2 separate regions of the Ovis aries genome follow, and region 1 is linked to region 2. Evidence: chromatin contacts called from public Hi-C data. All regions are on one chromosome and are shown on one strand. Each heading gives the region's core, a stretch centred on a gene start, on an enhancer-like site or on the middle of the called end of the contact. The rest is flanking DNA. Distances are from core to core; before and after follow the strand shown.

Region 1 (4,800 bases), core at 640-3,139, 140 kb after region 2:
ATTGTGTGTAGAACTATTTATGGTAGAGGTAACATTTGAGGTTTGCTTCAAACTTATTCCACGTGGTAAGGAGATGAGGGCACACATGGCACAGGGTTGGAGACAAGCTGGAGGGCACCTGTAGACGCTGATGGCAGATACTCTGGGCTTCATATTCCCATTCTTTCTGCCTCCATCCATGTGGTGGGCCACCTCCAAGATGGCTGAATGGCCCAGCTCATCTCCTTGTCCTCATGTTCCCATGCTCCCCTCCAGCACTGTACTGGGGAAGCTCCACATGCCCAGCAGAAGAGCAGAAGCAACGGCACCTCTGATACTAGGTTGTGAGGGGCACTGTGGCTTTGTTTTGCGCACTTGCTGTTTCCCTGGCTCGGATTCTCTTTCTGAGGCCTCACTCCGCGAAAGCCAGCTGCCTTACAGAGAAGCCAGAAGCTGTGGGCAGCAGGGAACTAAATCCTCCAGCCAACAGCCTGTGAGGATCAGAGCCTCCTGCCCACAGCACGTGCATAAGCTTGGAATGCTTGCAGATCCTGAAACCAGGTCCCTGGCTCACAGTTCAACCACAACCTCACTAGACGAGCCAGAACCACCGAGCGGAGCTCTCCCTGATCCTCGGTAAGGACAGTGTATGTTGGTCGTTTCAAGCTGCTAAATTCCAGGGTTATGTTTTTACACAGCAATAGGTGACTAATATAACAGAGTTAGATAGTTTTCAAAAAGCACTTGGGTTATCGAAAAACAAACTTTTGCTCAGTCAGCGATTGGGCAATGTAGCAGGACGCAGGATGAGTGCGTCGGGGACTAGCCGGGCAGTTTTCAGGTGCGCCAACAGGAAGCCTCAAAAGTGTGTATGGAATAAATACAAGATTGGAATGCTCTGCCTTTGGCCAACTCAACTTTCTACATGTTAAGCTGACCATGTGACTCTTCATTACAGAAAACTCGCAAATATTCCCCCAAAGTTAAGACATTTCCAAAAGATACCAAGGTCAGTATTTCACATTAGGTTCTGTGACCTAAAACGCCCCCACCACGTGCAATCCAGGGGTGTGTGTTTGTGATGACTCGGGTGTGAAGCATTTGAGGTCTTGCACTCCGCGAGGAGGAGGCGAAGGAAGAAGAGATGCATGCTAGACCGGCGTTGGCAGCGCAGGCTCCGCCAGCCTGGCTACAAATCATAGGCCCGGCTTGGCGCTGCAAAATCCTCGCTGGTTGAAGGCGTGGGCATGTGTCCGATAGTCGCCACGCCTGGTGGCGTCTGGGCTAGGAGCTCCCAAAAGGGCGACCGCATGGTGACTTGGGCTGGAAGGGGAAAGGCCTGGAGAGAGCTATTTGGACACCCGTGGATGAACGTTCGACGATAACTTCCGGGAGGGCGGACATCGGCGAGTGGGCGCGAAGGCAGCCTAAGGCCGGACAGCTGCCACTCGCTGACCTCGGCTACTTGATGGGATCGGCTGTGCCGGCTCGTCCCCGCGGCGTGATGGCAGCGGGCCCTCGAAGGGAGAGATGCCCGCTGACGGAGACGCGCCCGTGACACACGCGCGTCCCAGCACCTCGCAGAAATACCATGCCGCGCTCAGGTTTCTCGTGGCGCTCAGCGAGACCATCTCACTTCCCCACCCCTTCAGCTTGCCGGCAGACTCCTGAGGATACCCGGGACTAAGAAAAGCCTGTGGCAAAGAGCACAGGAGCCCCAACCGGACAAGTCTCCTTTGCCGCGCTGCCCAAACGGACGCGCCCACGAGGCCGGTCCGCAAGATGGCGGCGGCGCGCTGCCGGCAGCTCCTCGCACATGCGCTATCCGCGGCCCGCCCGGCGCGAGCGGAAGTCGCGTGACCCCGGAAGTGGCCGGCAGGGCGCGCGCGGGCGGGGCGGCGACGTTCGTCATTCTGTGCGGGAGGGAGCGCGAGAGCGGCGCGGACGATCCTCCGGTGAGTGCGGGCGGCGAGGCCAGCGAGCGCGGTGGGCACGGCGGGCGAGGCGGCCGCGGGGAAGGAGGCCGGGGCCGCGCCTTTGTTCTCGCTTCCCGCCCCGCCCGCCAGTCCCGCTGAGGGAATCTGCGCAGGGCGGGGGCGGCATTGACAGCGGGCGGCGCCCCGGGCGCAGGGCGGGCCCACGTGCGATCGGGGGCGCGGGGATCTGGAGGCGGGGGCGCGTGTGCCGGGGGTGGGAGCCGGGGTCTGTGCAGACCTCTTTTGTGGTCGCTGCTCGTACTCGGCAGCCCCCTGCTTGCTGGTGCGCGCGGACCAGGGCCAGGCGGGACGCCTCCTCCCCTGGGAGGTGAGGTCCCTGCGCCCCACCCTGCTTGCCGGGCCTCGCCTGGCCCAGATTGCAGGCCCTGCGGAAGTGCGGGCCTCGCCATCGCACTTAAATGATTTTGTCGCCTGCGGCCGCGCTTGAGTGACGTTAAGGCGTGAGCCTTCTAGAGGAATTCCAGAGGAAGCTGCAGGGAAGCTTGGAAAGAACGAGCCGGCCCCACCCTGCCTGTGGCGGCCGGGCGGTTCCGGGTCCCCAGCGGCCCTTTGTAAGATCGGGTCCTCACGCACGTCCCGGCATTGGCTGTCTTTACTGGCAACCGGTGGCCCTGACCCACCTCCCACACCGCCGGGTCTAGTCTGAGTCGGTTTCAGGTACTCCTCAGGGATTCTGCGGGGTGCGACGGTCATCCTTAGCGAAGGAAGTCCTGTGGCTGCCCCATCACTTCTCGCTTTGACAGCATTGCTCTGGGCTCTTCTGGGGCCCGGGCGGAAGGAGGATCTTGAGACTACCCATCACATGGCTGCAGCAGTTCTCAAATTCTAGGTCACAGACCCTCACAATTAGAGATTGGTTTGTCGGACAGGTAGGGTCTTTTAGGCCATTTCAGGACTTACCTGTGGGACTTAGGCTAGCCCCGTCATCTGAGCTCTAGGGGAGACCTGTGTTTGGGCTGGAGGGAGACATGACTGACCCATGTCCTGCACAAAGGCCTTGGTTTGTAGCTGGGGCGTTTTTGAAGGAACAGGCTGGTCAGAGAGAACCCAGCAAGAGGGTTTCCTTGAGGAGAGGGCCTAGGCAGCTCAGAACAAGAAGCAGCACTTGGTCCTGGTGCTTCCTGGTTGGACCCAGGTGCTGCTGCTTCCTGGGCAGCAGGGAAGCTGTGCCTGCTTTCCTTTCATTTAGCTCTGGATGCTGGGGTGAGGTCCTGTGAGGTGGGCAGGGCGAGGAGGTGAGTGGCCCCTTTGGGCTTCAGGAGCCTGTGTCTGGGCCTTTTATGAAGTTCTGGCTGTCACTGCCTTCCTGTTAGAGAACGTGCACCTCCCCTTGGGCCCAGGTTGGGGGTTTGGCCACTTGCAGAGAGCCAGTGCAGACCACCTGCAGGTCCTGCAGAAGGGCAGGTGGGGACACACTGTGGGTCCCTCCAGGCTGCCGCAGCCCCTGCTACTCTGGTCACAGGTGTCTCACATCCAGCTAGAGGTGAGTATGGCTGAGCAGGAGCCCACAGCCGAGCAGTTGGCACAGATTGCGGCAGAGAACGAGGAGGACGAGCACTCGGTCAACTATAAGCCCCCGGCCCAGAAGAGCATTCAGGAGATCCAGGAGCTGGACAAGGACGACGAGAGTCTGCGCAAATACAAGGAGGCCCTCCTGGGCCGCGTGGCTGTGTCTGCCGGTAAGTGGGCCCCGGTGGGGTGTGTGGACACCTGTCGCTTTTCTGGGTGTCCGCCACTATTTCCCCTGCTGGCGGAGCTCTAACTTGCTGTCACTCTGCAGACCCCAATGTCCCCAATGTTGTGGTGACCCGACTGACCCTGGTGTGTAGCACTGCCCCGGGCCCCCTGGAGCTGGACCTGACAGGTGAGTGGCATCTCCAGGTTCCTCGCTGGGGCTGCCTGGCACCCTGCTAATTCCCCTAAAAATAATTTGTTGAGATGCTGGCGCCCTCTTGTGGGGAGCCTAGGAAGTGCAACCAAGTGATTTTAATAAGGCTCTGGCTTTGGTGTGGCCTGGGATTGGAGGGTGGGGTGTGTGTGGGTGTCTGGGGTGTGGCCTGGGATGTCAAGGGGTGTGTGTGTGGGTGTGGGTGTGTGGGTGTGTGTGTTTGGTGTGGCCTGGGATGCCGGGGGTGTGTGTGTGTAGAGGGGCAGACAGGGCACCCCACCAGGGCCGGAGTGGCTTCCCCTACCTGAACCTCCTAGTGTGGCGTTCCTCTCAAACGCAGGTGATCTGGAGAGCTTCAAGAAGCAGTCTTTTGTGCTGAAGGAGGGTGTGGAATATCGGATAAAAATCTCCTTCCGGGTAAGGAGGAGGCTTGGGGGGATGCTGGGGGCTCGGACTGGAGAGTCTGGCTGAGCCCCGCTTGTGTGCCTCCTTGCAGGTGAACCGAGAGATTGTGTCCGGCATGAAGTACATCCAGCACACGTACAGGAAAGGCGTGAAGAGTGAGTGCGGGGGCACCAGGAGGGAGGTGGCCACCGGGGGCTCAAGGGGCGCCGGGAGGGAGCGGGGAAAGGCCCGCCTCAGCTCCCTGACGGACGCCCTCCCCGTGCCCCACAGTTGACAAGACTGACTACATGGTGGGGAGCTATGGGCCCCGGGCGGAGGAGTATGAGTTCCTGACGCCCATGGAGGAGGCGCCCAAGGGCATGCTGGCTCGAGGCAGCTACAACATCAAGTCCCGCTTCACAGACGACGACAGGACTGACCACCTGTCCTGGGAATGGAACCTCACCATCAAGAAGGAGTGGAAGGACTGAGCCGGGAGGCGGGCAGGGCGGGCGGACGGAAGGACGGACGCGCCCCACCCCACCACCCCAT
Region 2 (5,397 bases), core at 858-3,357:
AACTGTGCACTTCCTCCCTGGCTTTTTCTCGGGAGGCGGGCAGAGCACAGCCCGAATGGCCTCGTCGAACACTGTCTTCAGGCCCCGCTGGGTCAGGGCTGAGCACTCCAGGTACTTGACAGAGCCTGGGGGTGGCCAGGAAAGGGGGCAGTTAGGAGAGATCATGGGGCGGGAGGAGCACAGGCTAACACTGTGGCTCCCAGAGCACACTCCTCTCCTCCCTGCACCAGCAGGCCTAGACGGGCCCACTCACCGATCTCTCGGGCCATGGCCAGGCCCTGGGGGTAGGTGATGGGCGCTAGCTTCTTATCCCGCAGTCGTTCGATGGTGTCCTTATCGTCACGAAGGTCCAGCTTGGTGCCCACCAGGAGGATGGGCGTGTGCGGGCAGTGGTGCCGAACCTCTGGGTACCACTGTGGGGATGGAGGCTCTGATCCCTACCCCTGGGGCCTTGCCCTCCGCCTGGCCCAGAGCAAGCCACAGCTCTCAAGGGGCCCTTCCTCGTGCCTAGACCCACACTTAGCCCTTCTTGCTTCACAGGGCAACCAGTAGGTCTGGTAAAGCAATGACCAAGAACAAAAATATGCCAAGAAGCTTCCAAGCTCATCAGGGCCTCTCAGTCAGGGCCCTCCTTTCTCTGAGAGCTGCACTCACCAGCCCTACCCCAAGTGGAATAGGCATCTCTTCTGCCTCCAAAGGACAATTTGCCTCTGTCAGGCCTTCAAGCAAGAGACCCTGCCTTGTAAGGACAAGTTCTCTGGGCAGTCTCCGCCCCTCCCAGGAAGCCCAACCCGGCTTCCTGCCCTGCCCTACCTTGGCTCGAACATTCTCAAAGGAGGCTGGGCTCACCAGGGAGAAGCAGATCAGGAAGACGTCCTTGGGAGAAAGGGAAGGAAGGAGAGGACCATGTGGGAAGGGTCAAAAGGCTCTGAATGGCCTCAGCCCCCAACACACACACGCACCAGGCCCTCCGGGCCTCTACCCAAGCCACCCGGCCCCTGCAGGCACGCTGCGGTCCCTACAGTTTGTGGGTAGGAGAGGGGCCGCAGGCGGTCGTAGTCCTCCTGCCCGGCGGTGTCCCACAGCCCCAGGTTGACGGGCTTCCCATCCACCATCACATTTGCAGAATAGTTGTCGAAACTGCAGAAACAGAGAGATCAGCCAGTGTTTGGGCTCTCAGTCTGCACAGACCTGGAGCTCTGTCAGCACCTTGCTGCACCCCAGGAGCCCAGACTAGGGCCACGTGGGACGCACCTCAAAGCCCAGAGGAGCTTCCTGCACAGGCGCCCACACCCTCTGCTCCCCACCTCTGGACCCACCCCGCCTGCTCACACTGTGGGGATGTACTCTCCCGGGAAGGCGTTGGTTGTGTAGCTGATCAGCAAGCAGGTCTTCCCCACGGCGCTGTGGAGAGAGGGCGAGCCCACGTTGCTCCCAGGTCCACCTCTGCCCACCGCTCAGCAAGGGCGCCCCCCTCCCACGGTCCCAGGGTGGGGACAGGGGTGCCTGCCCTGCAGATCCGCAGTGAACGAGGGACAGGAGGGAGACCAGGGCAGGTGGGCTTTGGGGACAGAGTGGTGGGTGCGGGCTGCGGCAAGCCGCCTCAGCGCCCCAGGCAGGTATCGGGAGGGTGGCACCCGCTGAGGGTTCAGCCCAGGTGAGAGCCCTGGCCCCACCCACCCGGAGGCCGGGCGGGGCCGCGGGCAGCTGGCAGCATCAGGTGGGCCTGGGCTGGAGGCCTGCGCCCGGCGAATAGCCGGGACCCCACCCCACCACGTCCTCCCGCCCCTGCCCGGTCCCCGGACGCCCACAGGCCGGTCGGGGGCACATCCGGGCCGCCGCGCCTGGACCCCCAGCCGGGATCCCTGGCCCGTGCGCGCGCCGCCTCCTCCGCCCTGGCCGCGCCCCGGAGCCGCGCGCCCTGCCCGGGAGGATCCCCTGAGCCAACCCCGCCGGGCGAGCCCGGCCGAGCGGCCTCCGCGCCGCGCACTCACCCGTCGCCGACCACCACGCACTTGATGGCCTGCATGGGCGCGGGCCGGGAGGGCGCGGCCGCGAGCCGAGCTGCGGAGAAATGCCCGGCGCCGCAGCGGCCGCGGACCGGAGCCGAGCGCGGAGCCGAGCGGCCGGAGAGAGCCGAGCGCTGCCGAGCGTCGGGCGCGGAGACAGCCGAGCGCGGCCGGCAGGGCGGGCGGGGGGCGCGGACCGGCCCCGAACCGGGCAGATGCGCTTTGCAGAGAAATCTGGTGAGGGGCGGGACACAACGAACCCCTCAGCGAGTCTGAGCCCGGGCTGGCTCTCCCCAGTTCCCTGTGACCCACTTCATGGGGCGAGGGCAGCGCAGACAGGCGGCTCCCACCCACCTGGACAGGTTGCGGTCGGTGGGCAAAAGTACCCCCTGGGCCCACCTACCTTCCAACCAAAAGGCAGCTGGTGAAAACTCGGGTATTTGCTGTCAGTCACCACAGACCCTCAAGGCCAGCAGCCCGCTGCGCCCCCATCCCTTCCTGTCCGCTGCAGTAGCCAGACCATCCCCACCTGGTAGCAGTTAGAAGGGGTGACCCAGCCACACCTGGAAAGCCGGCCTTTCCTGCAGGGCCCGGGCTTGGGAGCACAGACTGATATGGGAGAAAGGCACTGGAACCAAAATGTATCACAAAGTGCAAAATTCTGTATTTCAAAATACCCTAGGGTGAGCAGTTGGGTCTGCAGAGCTCTGGTTATAAAAGGTGACTGCACCACGGTGGGTGGGGCCGGGAGAGCTCACACATTGCTCCTCCCTTCCTGGGTCTGTTCTCAGGCATGTCACTCCCTGCGATGGGGATGACAGAGTGGGGAAGGCCCTCTTGGCCAGCCAGGTTCTTGACCACCCCACCACCCAGACAGGCACCCTGGTTGTAAGCTGCAGCTGTCCTGCTCTCAGATCCTGCCCAGCACTGATTTTCCACGTTATTGGCTGTAGACTCTGTGCAAAGAGCCCAGACTTGCCAGTGGCCTGTTCCTGGTGAAGAAGGGAGGGGCAGGAGCCAGACACATGTCCGACAGATGCCACCTTCCTGCCGCTCTCAGACTTTCCCTGCTCCCTCACTTTTGGGGGCTCAAGGTCCTCAGGGGGGACCCCTGCACATAAGCCAAGACAGCATTTTGCAGGAAGCTGGCCCTTTGGGCCTCCTCATCCCGAATCCGGGCGATCTCAGCCTCTTTAAGGCGAAGCTTCTCTCGGAGAGAGGCATTCTCGCTCTCCCTGTCCAGCAGCGCCTCCCGGTGGTCACTCGCGATCACTGCAGGAGAGGAAGTTCAGTGAGGAAGGGGGCCCAGGAGGTCCCCAGGGGGCTGGTGGGGTGGGGTTTGCTCAGGGTCCTCTGCGCGTACACACACCCAGCCTCCCCTACCAGCAGCACCTCCCGGAGCGAAGACCTAGGCCAAGCTCAGCTCTCCCGGCCCTCCTCCTCCTCCTGTGGGATGGCCTAGTAAGAAAGGCCCTACAGAGATGCCAGGGGGTGGGGGGACCTGGGGCTCAGCTCGCCTTTCAGCTGGCGTTCCAGGGCCGCCACCTTCTCCTTCAGTGCTTCCTGGGCAGTCAGCTCGGCCTGCAGGCGGCCATTCTGCTCTTGCAGCTCCAGCCGCACCCTCGTCACCTCAGCTACCTTTTCTTGGTCCTTGTTGCTCAGCTCCTGCCAGGTGAGGAGGGGTGAGTGTGAGGTGGTGGCTGGGGGTGGGGCAGTCCAGGGGCATCACGGGGAGCCCTCAGTGTCCCAGCTACCTGCTGAAGCTCCTCCAGGCGCCGCCTCAGGCTCTCCACCTGCAGGCCCAGCTGGCTGGCCCGCACCTGGGCATCGGCCACCATCTGCTTCTGCTGCAGGCAGGTGCTCTGAGCCTCGTCCCGTGCCTGTGCCAGCAGCCGCAGCTTCTCCTCCAGGTGAGCCTGGTGCTGCTGCTGTGGGCCCAGGAGGAGGACAGGTGAGCTGCTCTCTGGCCTGTGGCTCTGAGCTCCTGTGAGGAGTGACCCCTGTCCCTTCAGGCTGAAGGGAGCTTATATTTGCAATGTGGAAACCACTTTGTCACTACAGTTAACACATGTCTTGCTCTGAATGGGCTCAACTCAAATGAGGAGCCTCCCCCGTGTGCCAGGCTGACACCATCCTGCTGTCTGGACCCCGCTTCCATCAAGTGGTCACAGGTTGCACATTTGGGACAAACCCCTCCCCCAGCGTGGGGAGGGAGCACACTGGCTTTTTGCAGGGGAGGCTGGAGGTAGTACTGATGGGCTGAGTGTCCTCGTCTGGCTCTTCTGCACCCCTGGAACTCCTGTTCCCTTGTCCCTCCCTACAGAGCCAGGAGACAGCCTTGGTCATACCCACTTAAGCCCAAAGGGCTGTGCAAGCCCGGCAGCTCATGCCAGCCCCTCAGTGCTCTCTCCTCCGTGGGTGCTGCAAGCAGTGCGCCGTGACCCTGCGCTCACCTCCTCCAGGCGGACTTGGTTCTTGGCCTTGATGAGCTCCTCCTCGGCTTGGCTTCGCTCACTGAGTGCCACGGCCTTCACCCGGCTCAGCTCCTACACCACAGACTGTAACCGCTGCACCCGTCCTCGGCCCTTGCCCGGGGACCCCTTCTAGCCACACCCAGCCTCCCGAGCCTGCCACCCAGCTTACCTCCTCGAGGGACAGCCGCGCAGCCTCCAGCCTCTGCACCCTCTCTTGCATGGCCCTCTCGCTGTCCTCCAGGTGGCGAGTCATGTGCTCTACCTGCCCAGGTGCGGGGCGAGGACAGGGCTGGCAGTCTGGTCCCGCAGGTTTCCCCTCATGGGATCCCCACCCTGGGGGGCAGATGAATCTTGGGCACCCTGTTCCTTCCGAGTGGAGGCTACCCCAAGTGGCTTCGTAGGAAGCTAGGACGGAGGGCAGGTCCCAGGGCTGCACCCCAGGTGCAGCCTGCACTGTGGCTCGGGCACAGTCAGTCAGGGTCCCTTCTAGAAACCGGTGGGGAGGGTTTAGGTCTGACATCTGCCAGGACTGTCATCAGCAGTCCAAGGTTGTTGAGGGAAGCCAGGCCAGGAGTCTGCCTGGGGAACACCGTGCCCCACTGAGGTATCTGCATGCCCCGGGGTAGCGGGGAGGACGAAGCCCAGAAGACACAACTGATAAGGCACCTCCTTGAAGCGCAGATGTTCCGCGTCCTCCAAGCTCTGCCGGGACCTGTTCTTCTCCAGCTCCAGGCGTTCTGGAAGCACAGGGGAGGCGTGTGAGTGGGACTCCTCAGGGGGCCCCTGGTCCTCAGGCCCCAGCAGCAGGCTTGGCTGTGCTGACCTTCAGCCTGGATGGCCCGCATCTTCAGCTCAGCCGTCGTGTTGGTCAGCTCCGTTTTGGTCAGGAACAGCTGCTCCTGCTGAGATTTCAC

The links. Hi-C and Micro-C count contacts between places; a contact is called where the count stands out from the background.
Region 1: a contact with region 2 is called in a Hi-C map of skin fibroblasts, with 5 times the contacts expected there. The contact joins the promoter of ARHGDIA here to the promoter of RAC3 in region 2. A contact is called at or near these places in 5 of 16 Hi-C or Micro-C datasets (blood, liver, skin fibroblasts and 1 more).

The regions. Positions count from the first base shown.
Region 1 is chr11:50,519,619-50,524,418 of ARS-UI_Ramb_v3.0, forward strand. ARHGDIA (Rho GDP dissociation inhibitor alpha) reads left to right here and starts at 1,890. Exons shown (of 7, transcript XM_060395788.1): 1 at 1,890-2,633; 2 at 2,720-2,845; 3 at 3,439-3,655; 4 at 3,757-3,840; 5 at 4,205-4,281; 6 at 4,361-4,424; 7 at 4,540-4,800. The coding sequence starts at 3,466. The coding sequence ends at 4,739.
Region 2 is chr11:50,376,875-50,382,271 of ARS-UI_Ramb_v3.0, forward strand. It overlaps RAC3 (Rac family small GTPase 3), which reads right to left and starts at 2,108. Exons shown (of 6, transcript XM_027974294.2): 1 at 1,995-2,108; 2 at 1,333-1,404; 3 at 1,023-1,140; 4 at 814-876; 5 at 254-413; 6 at 1-125. The coding sequence starts at 2,029. It overlaps LRRC45 (leucine rich repeat containing 45), which reads right to left. Exons shown (of 16, transcript XM_012186412.4): 10 at 5,307-5,397; 11 at 5,150-5,220; 12 at 4,653-4,745; 13 at 4,463-4,555; 14 at 3,764-3,937; 15 at 3,527-3,674; 16 at 2,652-3,281. The coding sequence ends at 3,085.